2 separate regions of the Capsicum annuum genome follow, and region 1 is linked to region 2. A link is a contact called in public Hi-C data. All regions are on one chromosome and are shown on one strand. The core of a region is the stretch at or near the end of the contact, and the rest is flanking DNA. Distances in the headings are between cores, read along the strand shown. Region 1 holds the start of LOC107864186 (putative E3 ubiquitin-protein ligase XBAT35). Region 2 has its middle 15 kb from the start of LOC107866464.

Region 1 (5,471 bases), core at 2,598-5,097, 41 kb after region 2:
AAAAATAGATAACATGTCTGACTATATTACCCCTAATTTCTTCGTGATTTATTATACCACCACTAATTAATTATTATAAGTCATTTATATATAAGAATTAATAATATTCTTTTACTACATTACCCTAATTAATTATTATAAGTCATTAATATATTAGAATTAATAATATTTAATTTAAAAATAGATATTTATGACGTTTGTTTCAACTGCTTTAACCGTGATTTTACTATATCATCCCTGGTTAATTATTATAAGTCATTTATGTATTAAAAAATTAATAATTTTAATTAAAAAAATCAGCTACTTTGTCATTTACTATATTACCCCTAATTGCTCTGCGATTTACTATATTACCCCTAATTAATTATTATAAGTCATTTATATATTAGAATTAATAATATTTTTTTATTATATTATCCTTAATTAATTATTATAAATTATTTATTTATTAGAATTAATATTATTTAATTAAAAAATATGTATTTATGACGTTTGTTTCAGTTGCTTTAACCGTGATTTTACTATATCATCCCTAATTGATTATTATAACTCATTTATGTATTAAAAATTAATAATATTTAATTAAAAAAATCAGTTGCTTCGTCATTTACTATATTACCATAATTGCTTAGTGATTTATTATATTACCGCTAATTAATTATTATAAGTCATTTATATATTAGAATTAATAATATTTTTTATTATATTACCCCTAATTAATTATTATAAGCCATTTATATATTAAAATTAATAATATTTAATTAAAAATAGATATTTATGACGTTTGTTTAAACTGCTTTAACCGTGATTTTACTATATCATCCCTAATTAATTATTATAAGTTATTTATGTATTAAAAAATTAATAATATTTAATTAAAAAATAGATGACATGTCTGCCTATATCATCCCTAATTGCTCTGTGATTTACTATTACCCTGAATTAATTATTATAAGTCATTTATATATTAGAATTAATAAAAAAAAATTATTATATTACCCCTAATTAATTATTGTAAGTCATTTATATATTAGAATTAATAATATATAATAAAAAATAGATATTTATGACGTTTGTTTAAACTGCTTTAACCGTGATTTTTACTATATCATACCTAATTAATCATTATAAGGCATTTATGTATTTAAAAATTAATAATATTTAATTAAAAAAAATCAATGGCATGTCTGTTGCAACTCCTTCAACCATAATTTTGCTAAATATCGCTTATAATTAATTAGTATGAGTCATCTAAGTGTCAAAAATTTAATCATATTTTTTAAAAAATAAAATAGACAAAAAATAATAAATTAACTCTTGTATTAAATTAAGTTGAACTCCTTCAACCATGATTTTACTGTATCACCCCTAATTAATTATTATAAGTCATTTATGTATTAAAAAATTCATAATATTTAATTAAAACATTAGTTTCGACATGGCTGCTTCAAGAGCTGTGCCGTGATTTTACTATCCCACCCCTAATTATTATTATAAGTCATTTATGTATTAGAAAATTAATAATATTTAATTAAAACAAGAAAAAATACGTTTATGACATGTTTGTTGGAGCTGCTTCAACCATAATCATCTTTGAGAAGATGATCAAAGACTTTGTTGTTAATTGAAGTATCTTTTGTTTCAGTTTTTGTATGAAATAATCCTCTGAATATTAATTCTACATCTTTTCTATATTTTGTAACAGGTCTCAATCTTATCATCAAACAATCAAAATAACTCGATTACATGACACATCATACTAAAAGTTCACTCCTTATTGAGTACCGTCAAATAGTTATTATTTAAAAAATTATCGTTTTAAATCAATATACATTTATATTTGTATCTCATCAATATCGAATATTAATACTAAAAAATGTTTATAGTGTTGCCTCGTGCTGACACGGGCCATGCACTCTAGTCTTACATAGAGAGGAAAGAAATCTACTAAACTTGTAATAAGATAAAGTCGAAGGTAATTTTAAATATAATTAAAGTAGACTAGTAAGTTCAGTCATTTTTTCCTTTAAAAAGATAAAATTAGCATATTAAATTATAGTGTTTCAAGATTCTAATCCGGTCAAAGCTCCCAATTTCCTATTGGATTTTTGTTAGTCAAAAAGAAAAAAATAAATAAAGAGTGATAAATAATTTAGCCTTTTTCCCAAAATAAAAGGAGATCGAATTTCATTGAAATTTCGATGAATTTGAAGTCACTTAGGGTGTGTTTGCTATGAAGGAAAATGTTTTCCTAGAAATTTTTTTCTTGAAAAACAAGTTAATTTCTTACTTGTTTTCCTATGTTTGGTTGATGGATGGAAAATATTTTTTGGAAAATATTTTGTAATGTTTGGTTGGAAAATGAAAAAATAACTGTCAAAAAATACATTTTAATCTTTAGCTAAATCATAAAAATACATTTTAGAAAAATATTTTTTGATCTCAAAAAATATTTTTTGGGGTGTGTTCGATATGAAGGAGGAGAAATATTTTCTAAAAAAATAAGTTGTTTCTTACTTATATTTAGAGGTGAGCATTTAGTTTGTTCGGTTTGATTGTTGAATATCGGTACGTTTTTTTTGGTTTTTGGATTGACGAAAATAACAATCATAACCAAACCAAAATTATTTCGGTTTGGTTTGATTTGGTTTTTACAGATTCGGTTCGGTTATTTCGTATTTTTATTTTGATTTGAAGATTAAAGTAGTGACCATTTAAAGTTGGTGATTTTTCTAGAAAAATATTTTTTTTTTCAAACTTATTTTTATTCTTAAATATAATTAATTCAACACGAATGAAATAATCATAAATATCGATTTTGCCGAGTCATCACCGTTGGCGTGACGATAAGTGTGTTTTCTAAAAATATTTGTATATATTTAACAAAAAGACTGAGAATGAATATGATAAAAAGGGTGGGATAAGAAAAAAGTTTTAAATGGTAGGGGGTGGGGGTGGGGTGGGGATTGGGGTGGGATATTAAGGGTCGGAGTATGAATGAGTGATTTTGAGAGTTATATGAATATTTCAATTTAATAGTAATGTTGAAAGAGAGTTTTAAAAAATGTTTTCCTTACTTTTTGAAGGGAAGTCATTTTCCTTAATTTTAAGAAAAATGAGTTGATTTAAAAAATATTTTCCAAAACCTGTAAGTCAATCAAACAGGAGAAAACTGAAAAATCCTTCGTACCAAACACACCCTTAATTAATGCAGTCTCTGTCTAAAATTTTCCAAAAAAATAAAAATAAAAAATAGAGGGACTAAAAGTGCAAAACCATCGTCATCTAGATGTATTAGTTTATCTACTTCTCCAATCCTTGTTAATTAAGCAAGCCCCCTCATTTCCTCGTAATGATTCGTTAAATTTTATTTGACCTCTATATAAAATAAATATTTTATTTTTTATTTAGTTTGATAAATAAAAAATTTATTATGTTTTACCTTTTTAATAATAAATAATAGTAATTAAATTTAAAGTTTTGAAAATGATATGAAAATAGTATTTGTTATGAAAATAATACTTGTTATATAGTTTTCTTTTTGATATGAAAATAGTACTACTTGTTATATAGTTTTCTTTTTGATTTGAATGGTATCAGCTTTGATTAATATTTTAAAATTTATTTTTCATTATATTAATTTGTAAAAAGTTATAATTTAATTAATTTAATTTAATTTGAAATAATTAATTAAATTAACTTCAAGAATCAAAATATTACAAATTATATTGACAAATCCCAGTGAAAATAAAGTGATCTCTTCTCATTAATTGTCGTGGAAGGTGACATGTATTTTAAAATTAAAATAATATGAAAGGGAGGAAATATTTATTATTTCGGCCCCCCCGCCCCACAAATTTCCAACACCCAACCGCGTAATTTTAAAGTCAGAAAAAACTTTCTCTTTCCTCAATAATTTTCCCCCAAAATATAAAGAGGAAAATATTTTGTTAATTTTCTTCAATTCTTATTCTTTTTTCATAATCATAATATGGGGCAGCAACAATCGAAAGACGAGCTTCTATATCAACAAGTTAATTATGGAAACATTGAAGGCATTAAATCTCTCCGTAACGAAGGCGCTGGGCTTGAGGTATAATTGATTTGATTTTTTTTTGTGTAATTTAATTTTATATTTTGTCTTTTTTTTTTGAATTAATATGATTTTTTTAATATATATTTATATATTTTGGAGATTTTTGCATTTGTTTAGAATTTTATTGAGAAGTAAGTGGGGGAAAAATTACGAAATTGATGTGATTGAGTGATGAAAGACTATGAATTTAGTTCATTTTTACTTGTTACTTTTCGCTTTACGCTTTACGAGAGTCAGTTTGACTAATTTTGAATGTTTTTAGTTGTCGCCGTAAGCTTCTCGAGAGTCAAACTATATAAATTTTGATATAACATTGTAAGATGAATTTTTCATCATATTAATATAAGAAGATTGCAACTTATAGTATTTTTTGTATATTTTCTGAATTTTTAATTTTAAATATTAAATTAATCTACTTCAATTTAGCTTCAAAGTTTAGTTAAATTGACTTTCGTAAAGCAAAATGTGACAAGTAAAAATGAATAGAAGGAGTATTAGATTAATTCAACATTTTTAATTTAGGTGTTTGATAATTATATGAAAAATACTATAAGTTGCAATCCTTTTCGTATTAATATAATTTAAAAAATTACACTTTAAAATGTTGGTCAGAGAGCATGTAGTTTGACTCTTGGAAAAATGAAGTGTGACAATTAAAAGTGAACGGAGGAAGTAATGTTGATGGTTGACTGAACTAAATTTAGGATTTTAATAGCTGAAGTATGTTTTTTTGGTTGATTATGTATGTATGATGTACTGCTGACTGCTAATCATTTCTGCTCTATTGTGGAAAAAACTTGAAACTTTAGTATGTTTGTGTGTAAACTTATTAATCAATGAATTAAAACTTGATCTAAACTAGTTAGGGTCCGCGTTATGAACGTTGGGTATCTATCCGCTCTATTCCACAAATTCCGTGTGGAGAGGATTCATCATGATTAGACTATCTTTATGCTGGCAGTCCATGTACCTTAACCGTCCTCCTTAATTTGGGTTTACGACCAGTTACCGCATAGATCGTATGTATTCTTTCTTATATGCTAATGTTTTATGTTGTTCGTACTCTTCAAAAATGTTGCTGCACCTGTGTCAGATTCTCTAAAAATACACAAGTTTTAGAGAATCCAATAGAGTCCTAGTAGCATTTTCGGAGAATCCGAACAACAAAGCTTATAATGATAAGAATATTACAGGAATTTGTTGTTATAATGTGTTAAATATCTTGATTTCAGTGGCTAGATAAGGAAGGGAAGACACCATTGATTGTGGCGTGCATGAATCCTGAACTTTACAATGTAGCAAAAACTTTGATAGAATTGGGTGCCAATGTCAATGCTTACCGTCCAGGTAATGATCTTCTCTATTTTTATATACT
Region 2 (5,122 bases), core at 1,173-3,672:
AATTATTGTGATTTATAATACATTTTTTTATAATTTCAATTTCAGTGGCAGTGATATAATTTCGAGAGTCAATCCAATATTTTATATCTTGTATATTTTTTAAGTTGTTAATTATGTGATTTATAGTGCTTTTACCATAATTTTTAAATAAGATATTAATACTTTCTCTGTCCCAGTTTACGTGTCTTCTCATTTTTAAATCATAAATATTACTTTATGTCTTCCTCTGTCCCATCGTAATTTCTATGACACAAATATAATGTTGATAGTCAACCAAATATTTTATGTTGACATATCATTTTGTGTGTATTTTGTTTTTTTATAAAATATTATTTATTTCTAATGCTTAGATGACCATAAAAATTAATTAGGGCTGATATAATAAAATCACGATTGAAACGACGAAGTAGACATGCCTTAAATGACTTACAACAACTAACTGGAAGTGATATAATAAAATTATTATAAAAAATATTTATGAAAAAAATTTAAATGGGTCTCATATAAGACAACAAGTTAATTTAAAATATCAAGAGTTAATTTATCATTTTATGTTTAGTTTATTTTTTTTTTTAAAAATATATTAATTTTATAATACTTATATGACTCATAATAATTAATTAAGAGTGATATAGTAAAATTACAATTGAAGCAGAAAAAGATAGCATAAAACATCAAGAGATAATTTTTTATTTTATTAAATATTATTAATTTTTTAACACTTAAATAATTTATACTAATTAATTAGAAATAATTAGAAATAATACAGTAAATGATTAAAACAACTGAAGCCGACAATATAAGCAAACTTGTCGAATAGTAAAAGTAAAATCATTGGTGTTATTATGAAAGGGAAAGATATAAAAAGTTGAAAGTGATATATATCAAAGAATTATTATTTTATGTGCCGACGGATCTTGATACTATGAAATTACTTAAATATCAATAATAGATTGATATATATATATATATATATTGTCCAATGTCCGTATTGAGACTCGAATGAATTAAAATTCACGTCCATTTTGAGTGGTGGCGCTTTAAATAGAACTTTTTTTTTTTTCAAGGGCTTAAATCTGAGACGTCTAGTAAAGAATGAAAATTACAACCATTCCATCACAATCTATATTGATAAAAAATACTGTTTGATAACCCCAAAAAGTGAGTACACAATTATAGAAATTACTTAAATGGTAGAATGTGTAAAAAAAAGTTTTACTCCTTAGTAGGTAAAATAAAATTTAAATTCTTTTCACATATTTATTTGCCCTACTTGACTTCCACCTTTTCAATCATAGTAGTAACATTTTTCTATTTTGTGACATTGTAGAATAATGTTTGGAAGACGGAATACATATACAAGTTCCTGAACTATTTCACTTTTCTCTTATAGATATCTCAATTAAGTCAGGTATCTATTGAACCCTTTACTTATTCACAAATAGTTTTAATTGAACCCAATTTACTGACGTGGCAAAAAATGTAAAATGCGTGTAACACGCACGCTGATGATGTGCCAAAGTGACGAATTAAATAACGACATGTGACATTTTAATTTAAAATAATTATAAAAATAAATTTTTAACATAATTAAATCTAAATTAAAAAAAAAAACATTAACTGCCCCGCACCTCGGCACTACAACCCTACGCAATCCTTAACCCCCCCTCCCTCGCCCCCCCCTTCCCTTTCTCTTCCTTCCTTTCCAAAAGCAACAGAACTTAAAAAAAAACCAAAGTACAACAGAACTAAAAAAAAAACAAAGTATCTTCTTCTTCCATAGATACTCCTTTTCCACCATGCACTTTGATTCCGTCAATACTCCTTTCCCCACCATTGAAGTATTTTGATTCCGTCGATATCCAATAATATCCAACAATATCCATCTTCCCCATCTTCACTTCACTCCTTCATTTCTCCACCAAAATAATACCAAACAACAATTTCAAATGAAAAAAATAATGAATTTTAAAGTGTTAGTTAAATTGTAGCAGTAAAAGATAGAAACATTTTGTTATTCCATTTTCCCACTTCGATTTCGTTAATTTCTCATTTTCATCTCCATTTCCTCCACTACCAAGAAGGGGACAAATAAAGATGGAAATCTTGAATTCTTTGATAAAATCTGCAGCTGGTTTTGTTTATGGATCAAAAATCAAAAAGGGAAAAAATCCCGGAAAATCACCAAATTTTTATGATTTTGGTACTGACTTTGATAAATCATATAAATGATGGGCCTTTTCTTTCTTTTTTTTTTTTGAAGTTTTGTGAAGCTATGGAAGTTCTACGTAAATAATGGGAAATTTTGTTTTCCCTGTAGGCTGTATTGTTTTCTTCCTCACCTAGTACACACACAAAATCTGCTGAATCGATTTTATTATTCTGAAATTCATAGAGCAAGTGTTAGAAGTGAATAAAATTAGTGTATTTTGGATATTTGAATTTAGGTAATTGAAGATGAACTATTCGCGATTGGTAGAAGGGAAGGCAGGGAAAGAAAAAACCATTGATTGAATTATATTGTATACAAAAAAATCATTAATTTCGAATTCAATTTGAAGAAATAAAATGTTATGTTTAAGATTTATTGAAGAGGAAGATTATGGCAGTTTGACAATGGAGAAGAAGATGATAACTTTTTATTTCTTTTATGTGTTTTTTTAATTATTTTATGTGTCTTTTTTTTATTGTTTTTCTTTAATATTTAATGTTCTTATTAATTGTGGCTTCTCACTCTCCATTTGGAGAGTGTATTACACATGCCATGCCATATCAGCATTATGTCAGCGATTGGGCTCAATTGACACATTTTATGAAGGAATAAAGGGTTCAATAGGTACGTGCCTTAATTGGGATGTCTATACGAAAAAAGTTGAATAGTTGAAGGGCCTGTATATGTATTCAGCCTATTTGAATCATTCATTTTTATACTTCTTCTTTTTCAACTTTGACAAACTTTGATGTGACATTTTATTTATCAAACCAACTCTTCAATCATCAGATATACAAAATAAGAGTTTAAGTTTCATACAACATTCATATATATATAATTTTTTAAATATCCTCAGGTTGTTCAAATGCTACTTACAGATAATAGAAGTTTTCTTAAATTTAAAGGTAAGATAAGTTACCTCGTACAATATGTAAAAAGGATATAATGATATAAAAATTATTTAATTTGATAATATATATTAAGTAAACAGTAAATATAATATTATCTTAATTAAGGACTACAAGTTGCATAACGCGTTATGAAAGAAAATTACATCAACAAAGCTGTCAATTTCTGTTCAATTTCGTCGGTGGATTATAATGGATTGGATATACTATATTGGGCCAGTCCTAAAGTCCAATACAAAAGATTTTTACGAGCCCATTTGAATGTCCAAAAACTCATGGGCCAAGCCCAAATATCTACGAGGATGGGTTCAATGGATAAATGCCCATGACCCGAGTCGATGTTGTTGATTGCAAGTGATTTGCTTCCTGAGATTGGTCCAAGTGGTCGAGTCGATGTCATAATTTGTTAGGCTCTTACCATAAAATAAAAAAGGCTCATGGCTTAAGCCGGTGATGTACATTGCACTTGTAAGGGGCGACTGAATAAAATTGATGCAAGAAGTTTAACCAAAAGCCGATATAATAATTCGCCATAGAAAGGTGGTTGTGTTCAAGTGGCACCTATCATCAGAACGGCTCATGGCGTAAGTCGGTTATATTCGTGATCTAGCGCGTTTAAGGAGGGTTTTCGAGTTATTTTTAAGGAAGAAACGTAAACTTTATCGATCATATTAGAGTGGGCTTCTACTTTTAAATGGGCTTGTAGAACTTGCAATGTGAGATTTTGGGCCTTTGCCACTTGTCCAGGAATAACAATCTCTACTACTGCCTCCTTTCTAAATCAATTATTCATTTTTTTTAAAAGGAAAAAATCAAAATTGCTCTAAGTAATTCTATGTAAATCGACAAGAGGGAGTTGCTCGGATGATAAACACCCCTCTTTTAATCTGAAAATTATGCGTTTGAGTTACGAAGAGAACAAGAAAGATGGGACCTCCTCGGGAGGGATTAATTTTTTTTTGTATGTAAAATGAGAATTGTTTCTACAGATATTAGCAAATATTAATTTTAGAATTTAAATTTTATCGAATTCTACTAAGTTAGAGATTAGTAAGTTACTACATAAATGGAGTCTGAATCAAACTTACTGAATTTGATTGACCAATATCTTTTTCTATCCATGTTTATGATAGAAAAAATCTTTTATAACCCAAGTTTATTCTAAATCCAACTTTATATTTCCCCACCCTCCAAAAAAAAACCTGCTTTTCTCTGTAATTTGCAATTTTTGGAGATTATACTTCTCTTGGTAGTTCTTTTTCTTTTTAGTTGAATTTTAGAGTCTCTACAAACAACAACAATAACATACGAAAAATCTCATAAATGAGGTCTGCGAAGGGTAAAGTGTACGCAAATTTTACCATCATCTCGGTGAGGTAGAGAGGAGACTGAATAAAATCTCTACTATCTGATAAAATATGAATGTTTTAATTTCCTGAAGGAAAAGGAAAACAAATGAGTTAGTGGTAAAATATAAATTTGAACTATCACATTTTTCGCGAATTTCACACCTCAATAATCAAGTATTCCCTTTTCTCACTTAACTATATGACAATCTACATATTAAAAATACTCCTCAAAGGCTGAAGCTAACTAACTATCATCTGTTCCCTTTTGCTACTTGAATTATATATCACTATATACACAACAATTGATAATTAAAGTGTGAAACTTACGAAAATATTAATTATTCAAATGTATTTTTGACCGTTATCTAAAAACAAATTGAAACGACAACTTTTAAACTTTGGGACAAATATATGCATGTTTTCGATAAGTTGATTTTGGCTACCTAAGGTGCCTACAAATCTTGTGGATATGTTCTTTAAATGTATTACAAGATAAGACATGTTACTTTGGTGGATTTTAATTTGGTTTTTAACAGTTAAATCTTCATCAGCAATTCATTTAAAGTGTTAATTCTATTCGATTTGTTTGTGCTAATAATCGAATATAATTATGAGCACCTTTTTTAATGGAACAACTTACTTTGCATCACAAC

What was found. A called contact is a pair of places that touch in the nucleus more often than the background predicts.
Region 1: a Hi-C map of bud shows a contact between it and region 2, with 2.2 times the contacts expected there. The contact joins the promoter of LOC107864186 here to the enhancer-like site in region 2. A contact is called at or near these places in 2 of 5 Hi-C or Micro-C datasets (bud and leaf).

What each region holds. Positions count from the first base shown.
Region 1 is chr3:14,207,258-14,212,728 of UCD10Xv1.1, forward strand. LOC107864186 (putative E3 ubiquitin-protein ligase XBAT35) reads left to right here and starts at 3,848. Exons shown (of 11, transcript XM_016710475.2): 1 at 3,848-4,093; 2 at 5,329-5,443. The coding sequence starts at 3,992.
Region 2 is chr3:14,167,234-14,172,355 of UCD10Xv1.1, forward strand. No RefSeq gene overlaps it. Among protein-coding and RNA genes, the nearest start is that of LOC107866464, 15 kb to the right of the region's middle. Within about 2 kb of position 2,423, at least 5 of the 5 cell types and tissues checked have an H3K27ac peak or open chromatin away from gene starts, as enhancers often do. A contact at or near this core is called in bud and leaf, where this site is marked.